2 separate regions of the Ovis canadensis genome follow, and region 2 is linked to region 1. A link is a contact called in public Hi-C data. All regions are on one chromosome and are shown on one strand. The core of a region is the stretch at or near the end of the contact, and the rest is flanking DNA. Distances in the headings are between cores, read along the strand shown. Region 1 holds the start of GADD45A (growth arrest and DNA damage inducible alpha). Region 2 overlaps GNG12 (G protein subunit gamma 12).

Region 1 (4,128 bases), core at 1,125-3,624:
AGCCTCCAACGTGCTTAGACACGTTCTGTCCCAGAGAAAATCCCCATGATGAAACTAGCACATCCCGGCTGAAAGTCCAGCCACACGCTTTAATGGGGCAAAGGCTCCCGTCTCTTAACCCTCGCCCATTTCAGATCTGGAGTCAGGCGACTCTCAGCGCTCACGAACTTCCTGCCAGGACTCTAACCTCGAGCTGCCCGCAAGTCCCCTTCTCCCTTACCGTCACCAGCACGCAGTGCAGGTCCGGGGGCTGCTCTGCGCCCTCGCTGGCTGCGGGGCCCGCATCGGTCTCCAGGAGCAAGAGTTCGGCCAGCCGGCCCGGGTTGCTGACACGCAGGATGTCGATATCATTCTCGCAGCAGAATGCCTGGATCAGGGTGAAGTGGATCTGCAGAGCCACGTCCCTGTCGTCGTCCTCGTCCGCCGCCAGCAGGCACAGCACCACGTTATCCGGGTCGCTGCGGGCAGGGAACGAACGGGCTGGTGAGCCCAAAGGCAAGCCCCGCCGCGTGGCAGCCTGCACCCCCCGCCCAGGTGTCAGGGGTCGCGCCCGGGTCCGCTCACTCCCCCTGGGACAAGTAGCCACGGGACAGATGGCACGCGGCAGGAAGTGGCGCTGCAGGGCGAGGGGAGACCAGTGAAAGCGACCTTCTCTGGCTAGGGCGAACAGGAGAACCAAGAGGGTCACGCGAGGGCTCCACTTACACGTTGAGCAGCTTGGCCGCCTCGTACACCCCGACGGTGATGGTGCGCTGACTCAGGGCTTTGCTGAGCACTTCCTCGAGGGCATCCCCCACCTTATCCATCCTACACGCGGGAAGAAGCAAGGGGATCCCGTCACACTAAGCCCCTCCGGGTAGTCGCCGCCTCCTCGCCCTGCACCGCGACCCTCCCAACCGAGGGCAAGCGCAATAGCGCCCCTCGACCTTTTGCAAACCAGGACTCCCTGGGATATCATCCCCTTCCCCCCATAACCCTTACGCCCAGAGGCCCGGCATCCTGTGAGCAGCCCCGAGAGTGACATCCGCCACCCTTTCCCTAGTGCTCTACTAGTCCTTGGCGCTGGGTGCAGCCACAGGCTGTCGGCCGCAAGAGCTGCACGGGCAGGGACGGTCACGTCTGCCGTTTGCAAAGCCTCGAGGGGCTCGACCGGCGTGCGGGGTACGCTCTTCCCGTCCACGCGCGCCTCCGGAGTGTTCCAGAGGAAGAAAGGCGGGATAGGAGGTACCCGCTGCAAACTTTGAACCACTCGCTCCCCATTAACCTTGCATAGCCCAGCAGCACCGGAGTGCGCGCAGGAGGCAAGCAGAGTTCTGGCAGAGGCTCTGGCCGACTTACCTTTCGGTCTTTTGCTCTCCAGCCGAGAATTCCTCCAAAGTCATATTGCAACTGCAGGTCGCCCACAGAGAGAGAGCGGCGTGCGAGCTGCTCCTGCCACCGGCGGCGCGCGGGCGCCTGCTTTCCACACTCCCTTGCAGGCTCCTCCAGCGCCCGCCACCACCGCGCCGTCCGCCCCTCCCGCCCCGCTCGCTCGCTTGCTCGTTAGTCGGCTCTCAGCAGCCCACTCGCCGCTAACCACGACACTAACTCCACAGCTGCCCCACAGCCACTGAAGGACAAAGGCCCCGCTCCCAGGAGTTATCCTGCCAACCCCCAGCCAACCACCATCCTCTTCATTTGCATACGCGCAGCCATTGGGCTATGCAAATCAGCCTGTTCAGACAATTTGACCTCAGCTCCAGGAACCAGGCGGAGAGGAGCGGAAGAGGGAGGGGCCAGGAGGAAAAAGAGCCTAGGGGGCGGGGGCGGGCGGGGTTCCGAGCCTACTCTCACCCGGTAGGCGGGGCGGGTAGGAGCGGAGATCTTCGTAGGGGGGTGGGGAAAGGAGGGTGTCTTCAGCTTGGAGCTGGCTGCCAAGTGTTTTTCTTGCTGGTGCGCTTTTTTTTTTTTTATTGTCGTTTCAAGTCTTTTGTTTTGGGGGGCTGCTATTAACATCTATTTTCAGGGTTAATGCACCCAAGTCTAGTAATTATTAGTACGCAGGTTATATAAAAAGAGTGTATCCAGACTTCTGGGGCAAAGTTTACCTCAGAAGTGTTGTTTATGTAAGTCTAAGCAAAGCTGCTTATTAGTAGTAGTATTATTTCGGTGCCCTGATGGCTGGTTTGATTTATTTTTGGAAACTTGCAAGGGTTGGAAGCTCAAAAAAGAAAAATCAACACATTTGTGTTTGGTGGTGGCAGGAAACCAAGTTGGAATCTTTTATGCAGAAAGCAGAAAGACTTCCCACCTGCCCAGGGTAACTGTGGAAAACTGAGTTCAGGAGGAGCTGGTTACTACATGTATAACCATTTTATCCTAGCCTCACAACCCCAATTCATCTTTCTCAGCCTTTCCCAAAGGAGGATCCTTCTGCAGGGCACCAGCTAAGAGACAAAAGTCTGACACCCACACAAGGCACACATCTAAACTCAAAATGCTCTGGATATGCCCTCAGCTTCCTTTCATAAGGCAAGTATGTCACTACCTTCCACAGGGGGCCTATGATCTCACTGTGAATTATTGATGTTAGTTGCTGAATCATGAAGTTGCCGCTATAGGTCCTTTTAGTCATAGGCTAAAATTTCACCTTTGAGATAATGGCAATCTGTGGGTGGAAAGAAAGTAGTAGTTCTACATTTTTGAAAAACAAAATTGAATGTAGAGTTTGAATCGGTTGAAAGTTCTTTGTATCATGAGTTTATGCAATAAATGCAAAAATATGTGTTAAACCTACTGAAGTCACCAAAAGTGGTAAAAAAAAGAAAAAAAAATACTCCCATATGCTTGCTTTCAAAACAATGCTTGCATTTTTAAGGTCACTGTACAGACAAAGGTCACAGAAGTAATTTTCTGCTAAGTTACAAGGGAGTTTTTGTACCCGTATGTTCATATCATTCTAGACAAAATATTCTTCAGCTTTCTTGATCTTAATTTAGAGGAAAAGAAAAGTGATAGGTCAGGTTTTCTGGCTCATTTATTTGAGCTGCCATTTTGCACTTCATCTCTTAACTGCATTGTCAGCAAGGGACAAGTTTTGACTAAAGGAATGGTGCTGGTCTGTGGGTCATTTACCCAGAAATGTATGTTTCATATCCATACCTTAAATTCAACATGTAGCGTCTTTTAAAGAATTCCTTTAAATTGGAATTTAGGTAGGTGCTGAAGCATTTTCAGTTTTGCAAACAAAACCTGAATTATGCAATCTGGCCTGAGTCATCATTTGGAGACTGTTGAACTCTGTTCTGTGGAACTCCAAGGTTCTACTCACTAGGTATTTCTTAGAGGTTCCTTGGAAGAAGTATGATCACTGTAAACTGACAGCAAATTAGGAAATCGAGTGAGTTTCTTGACAGCAGGGAGTGTGACTTCATCAACGTGGTATTCTTGGCACCTACCACAATTTCTGCATTTGGTGGAAGCATGGCCAGTGTTCACTGAGTTAAGTAGAATCTGAATTGAACAATAAGATCTCAGAATACTGCAGTCCTGTGCAATGCATGAATTCTAAGATATTCCACATTTAATTTTAGTTCAAAAAAACTTTTTTGCTGTCCTACAATATACCAAGAACTGTACAATTCCTGGCCCTCTGCCTTTAAAGGGCTTACCATCTAATTATTATGCCCATGCTTGAACTGGGTTTGGGGACAAAATACTATGCACTGTCATCAGCCAGCTATGCTGAAAGTCCCATGACTTTAGTCATCTGAACGGAAACTGTAGGACAGTAGAACCCATGTATTGTTATTCCAATTCAAGTGAACCACAGCCCTGATAATACCCCACCAAGGTCAATTATAATAAGTAAAAATGCGGTATAAAAAGATTACTTCTTAATATAGGCCCAGTTTCTCACTCAACAAGTACACTGCATTCTTTATTTGATTTCAAGGGAAAGTGATTTGTTCAAGTGCTATGGGGTTGTTCTCTGTGAGATAAGCCTAGCCTTCCAGTATTCAAAAATATTCATCTGTCATACTTTCTGACTCAGATATGTTACACCATTTTGCCTCATTGCTGAGTCTGCCTAGACTGTTTCATCACTGATTATTTTGGTGTTTCACACTGGAAGTAGGAGCTGCATTT
Region 2 (4,287 bases), core at 1,010-3,509, 72 kb before region 1:
TGCAGGGAATGTCACATGGTCCTAGGATGCTGAGCCATTCAGAGCCACAGCTGGCATGTGGTGTTACCTTATTAGGAAAGGTTCGGGCTTCTTCCCTTTTTCCTTTCTTTCTGTCTTGCTTTCTTCCTTCCTTTCATCTCTCTCTCTCTCTCTCTCTCAGGTAGGTAGACTCTTGGCAACTTGGGCAGGGATGTACCTCATGTACCCAGAGTTCCAGCTCTTCAGCACACCCGGGTGAATCAGAGTCTTTCTGAGATTTGGAGCCTGACTTTGTGCGTTTGGGGTGTTATTTTCTCAGAGACTCTACAAATGAGACAAGCGGTGGCTCAGTAGCAGCAGGCAGGCCCCTTGCCTTACTTATGAGACTGAGCTTTGGCTTTTCATTTAGCCCCAGCCTGGAGGTCACCAAAAGGGAGAAGGGACATCAGGAGGGAGGCAAATTGACTGTAAAATTCCTGAGTCTGGGGCTGTGTTCCATCCCCCTGGGAATGCTGACAGCCTGCAGAGAAGGGGGCTGTGGCCCAGGCTGGCCTGCCAGGTAAGGCATCCAGATCAACCACTGTGTCCTGATGGGAAATGCCTAAAAATAGACCGTTTGCTCGCTTCTGTACATTGCCTCCGAGAAATGCTTCCCAGAGGCTGGATCAGCAAATAATTGTGCCCAAGCCTTCCTTATGGTTCTGTTCTTTAGCTTTTAGAGGCAGAGTCCTTGTTACTCTTGATGCTGTGGGGCAAGTCGGTGGGGGTGGTGACATTCCTATCCAAAAGGTTTAAATAATAATAGTAATGTAGCAGCAAATATTTGTTGAGTGTTTGCTACATTCCAGGAACTGGAAGCATTTCATGTGATTTACCTCATTCAGTTCTCCTTATAGCCCTTAACAGAGTTTTTGCATTATTATCTCCATTTTGCAGATGAGAAAATTGAGGCTTAGGGAGGTCACATAACCAAACTTTCCAGAGCCTCACTGCTAGTAAATGACAAAGCTGGGACGCAAACCCAGATCTGTCTGGCTCCACATTTAATTACCAGGTATTTCTTCCCCTCAGAAAACTTTTTATTTACAGTTTCCTACAAATCTTGCTCCTACTTCTCCTGCATTATTTGGGAAGGAAGAGAACTTATTCTCCCAGGGCAGTAAGAAGAGGGAGAGGCCTTGGAAAAATAAGTCAGGGATGAATTTATTTTGAAAAAGGAGGGTTTGTGAGGGAAGCGTTGAGCTGGCCAGCTGAAAGGGAGAGGTTGTTCTGGACTCCGCATGTGTTACGGAAGAATGCGTGGAAACGAGTGGGAGAAACAGAAAGTAAACCAGACAGGGCAGGATCCAATGGAAGGAAATGTGATAGTCAGCAGAGAAAGGGGAGCCCTGCCTTCAAAAGCAGCGTGTTAATGATTAGTGCTCTGCGAACGTTGCAGGCCTCACGTGCCCTCCACGGTATGCAGAACTCCCCTGTATGGGGGAGAGTTGCTCTCCAAAAAACAAAGCCATGAGATTTAATTCTGAGTTTCTGCAGGGACTGGATGAAATCACCACTGGAAAAACAAGAATGGCAGCACATGTTAATTATTTCAGGAACTCTTAGAGGGTGCAAATAAAACACCAGCCATCCCAAGGAGAGACGGGGCCCTTCCTCTACCCTCTCTCCTTGCTCCCCAGACCCCCATCAGCATCCCATCCCCTTCCTGCTGCCTCAGTTGAAGATACCACATCTCTTGTGTTTCTCTGGGGCGGGGGCGGGGCCTAAAGGAGAATTTTGTAAAGCAAACTGCATCTTCCCAGAAGCCTATGGTATCCCCTCTGGCCTTCTCTGACCTTCACGTGGGATCGATCTTTGATTGGCAACGTGCCTCCTCATACTACTTTCTCTGCCTCCAGCGTCTGAAAAGTTAGGGATTTCTTTATGGACCTTTAACCCAACTCCTAAATACCCAGGACGTATCCCCTTTAGAAGCACCGTTTTGCAAAGCAGAAGAGTTCCATGAAAAGTGAACCATAGTTCACTTTGCAAGTTTTCTCTCCTTTTTCCCCTCCCTAAAAGAAAGGTTCTTTATCCCTCCCCTCCCTCTCTACGCCAGCCCCCGCCCCAGGCCGACTCACAGTCTGGTTTTAATATAGCAAGTTCTGTAATTATTTGTCTTTTGCAGATTAAGAGACTGAAACATTGCAGTTACTCTCCTGGGTTCCCACTTGGCCGCAGTGACTAGAACTGTGCCCCGCCATCCTTGTCCTCGTGGCCAGCAGCCTCAAGTCCCACAGTATCTCTGCCTTGGCACAGGGAGCCGACATTGTTTGCATAGCGTACATTCCTGGACAATTGAACTATCCAATTTAACCTTCAGAGCTTCCCCATCGGTTTGTGGGTGTTTGTTCCGGGGAGAGGGGGAGAGATGGTGACTTTCATGGTTCACACATGATGCTACCCACACACACCCCAAATTCCAAACCTCTATTCTCTGGAGATTAGAGATGCAAATTGCATCTGTAAAATTCACAAGTGAAGTCAAACATTTGCTTCAGTCATTTTATCTGGAAGCACATAGCATTAATACTTGCTTCCTTATAATACTCCCCAACCACACCCATTATGTCCCATTCTGTGAAAGCGTTTTAGAAATAGCCCAATTTCATGTGAAATTAATCTTCATTAATAAAGATGCTATAATAAGATAGCAATCTTGAAATACATTCTGGTTATGATTGGTACCTAATCAAGGAAACTTTAAAACTGTTATCTCCAAAACCAAATCTTGCATCACCCAACATTCAGAAGAGTCTTTATTCTTTTAAAAGTGGCATTTTTGCAGTTTTGTGTACATGAAGTTTGCATCCAGAAATGACACTAGGAAAGGTATGAGTAAGATGAAATTCACCAGTTTTTCTTCCACTTATTTTGGGCGAATTTTAGTCCCCTCCCCCAAAATAAAGCTTTTAAAATATGTTTTTTGCTTTAGGAATATTCAGCTGCCTTTTGCTTTCAAACTGGAATTTAAGCCTTCTCCATTCTTATCACCTTCCTTTGATCTCCTTTCACCTTTCCTGGATTCTAAGAGAAGAAATGTTTTAGAGCCTTGAAATCAAAATAAAACTGCAACCTCCCTGAATTATTTACCAGTACTCACTTGGGTTTAACCGTGATCATCTGCACATAATTTAAAAATCAAAACACCAACTGGAGGATTTAAGCCAAACCCCCTATTTTTAGAACTGTATTTAAAAAAAAAATGGCAGATTTTATTTTCGGCCAAACAGCCACGGAGGAGGCTCCTGGGCATTCTTCCATCCCTCAGGGCAGAGCTGGGCTGACCACCTCCCTGCCTCACCCGGACAGCTGCCTGCCTCCCTGCTGAAGCCTTCCCCAGCCCTAGCTGCTTCCCAGCCTCCAACAGACTGGTTACTGCGAAGCAAGGATGTTGCAGTACTTTAATTTAAAAGAAAGAAAGAAAAAAGCATTTTGTAACTTCCTTTTTAGTTCTAGTGGATTTGTGTGCTCCTTGAGCTTGGGGGTGAAGTAAGACTTTTGTGTGTGTTTCTTTTTCTTTAGATTAAGAATGGAGAAGAAGTTTCCTTATGTATTCTTACAATTATGCCTTTGTCAGCAGGTAGTTTACAGGGGAGTCAATTTTTAAAAAAGAAGAGGGTTCTAGCCTTTAATTATCCCAGTTGGTATTCAGCTTTAGAAAGCCCGTGTACCTGCTGAGTATGTTAATTTAACCACTTTATAGTATCTTAGGGGCTTCCCTGGTGGCTCAGACAGTAAAGATTCTTAACTCAGCCAGTCTCCCACCCAAACCACCTCCTCTAAGAATTCAGAGGAGTCTGGAGATACATGAGAGCTTTGTACTTGCATATCTTTCTTTCTTTTTCTCGGCACTTTGGGCTTTAATTAAAATCTTTACTTCCATTTTTTTGTTGTTGTTTTCGTTTGGTTTGGTTTTTATGTTTTTGTACTTCATGCAACTTTTTTTTTTCTATCCAAACTGAAGATGTTATTGCATATCTTAGCAGATGCAGCAGGCATTAACAGAAATTCTTATTTGTCTGCACCCCTGTGGAATATGAGGGCCAGGTTCAGTTTAGTTCAGTCGCTCAGTCGCTCTTTGTGACCCCATAGACTGCAGCACACCAGGCCTCCCTGTCCATCACCAACTCCCGGAGCCTGCTCAAACTCATGTCCACTGAGTTGGTGATGCCATCCAACCATCTCATCCTCTGTCGTCCCTTTTTCTCCCTGCCTTCAGTCTTTGCCAGCATCAGGATCTTTTCCAGTGAGTCAGTTCTTCACTGG

Evidence for each region. Hi-C and Micro-C count contacts between places; a contact is called where the count stands out from the background.
Region 2: a contact with region 1 is called in a Hi-C map of lung, with 2.4 times the contacts expected there. The contact joins the enhancer-like site here to the promoter of GADD45A in region 1. A contact is called at or near these places in 2 of 2 Hi-C or Micro-C datasets (fibroblasts and lung).

The regions. Positions count from the first base shown.
Region 1 is chr1:44,010,962-44,015,089 of ARS-UI_OviCan_v2, reverse strand. GADD45A (growth arrest and DNA damage inducible alpha) reads right to left here and starts at 2,374. Exons shown (of 4, transcript XM_069563951.1): 1 at 1,339-2,374; 2 at 706-807; 3 at 221-458. The coding sequence starts at 1,382.
Region 2 is chr1:44,082,308-44,086,594 of ARS-UI_OviCan_v2, reverse strand. The region is part of intron 2 of GNG12 (G protein subunit gamma 12); the gene reads left to right. Among named protein-coding and RNA genes, the nearest start is that of GADD45A, 72 kb to the right of the region's middle. Within about 2 kb of position 2,259, the one cell type or tissue checked has open chromatin away from gene starts, as enhancers often do. A contact at or near this core is called in fibroblasts, where this site is marked.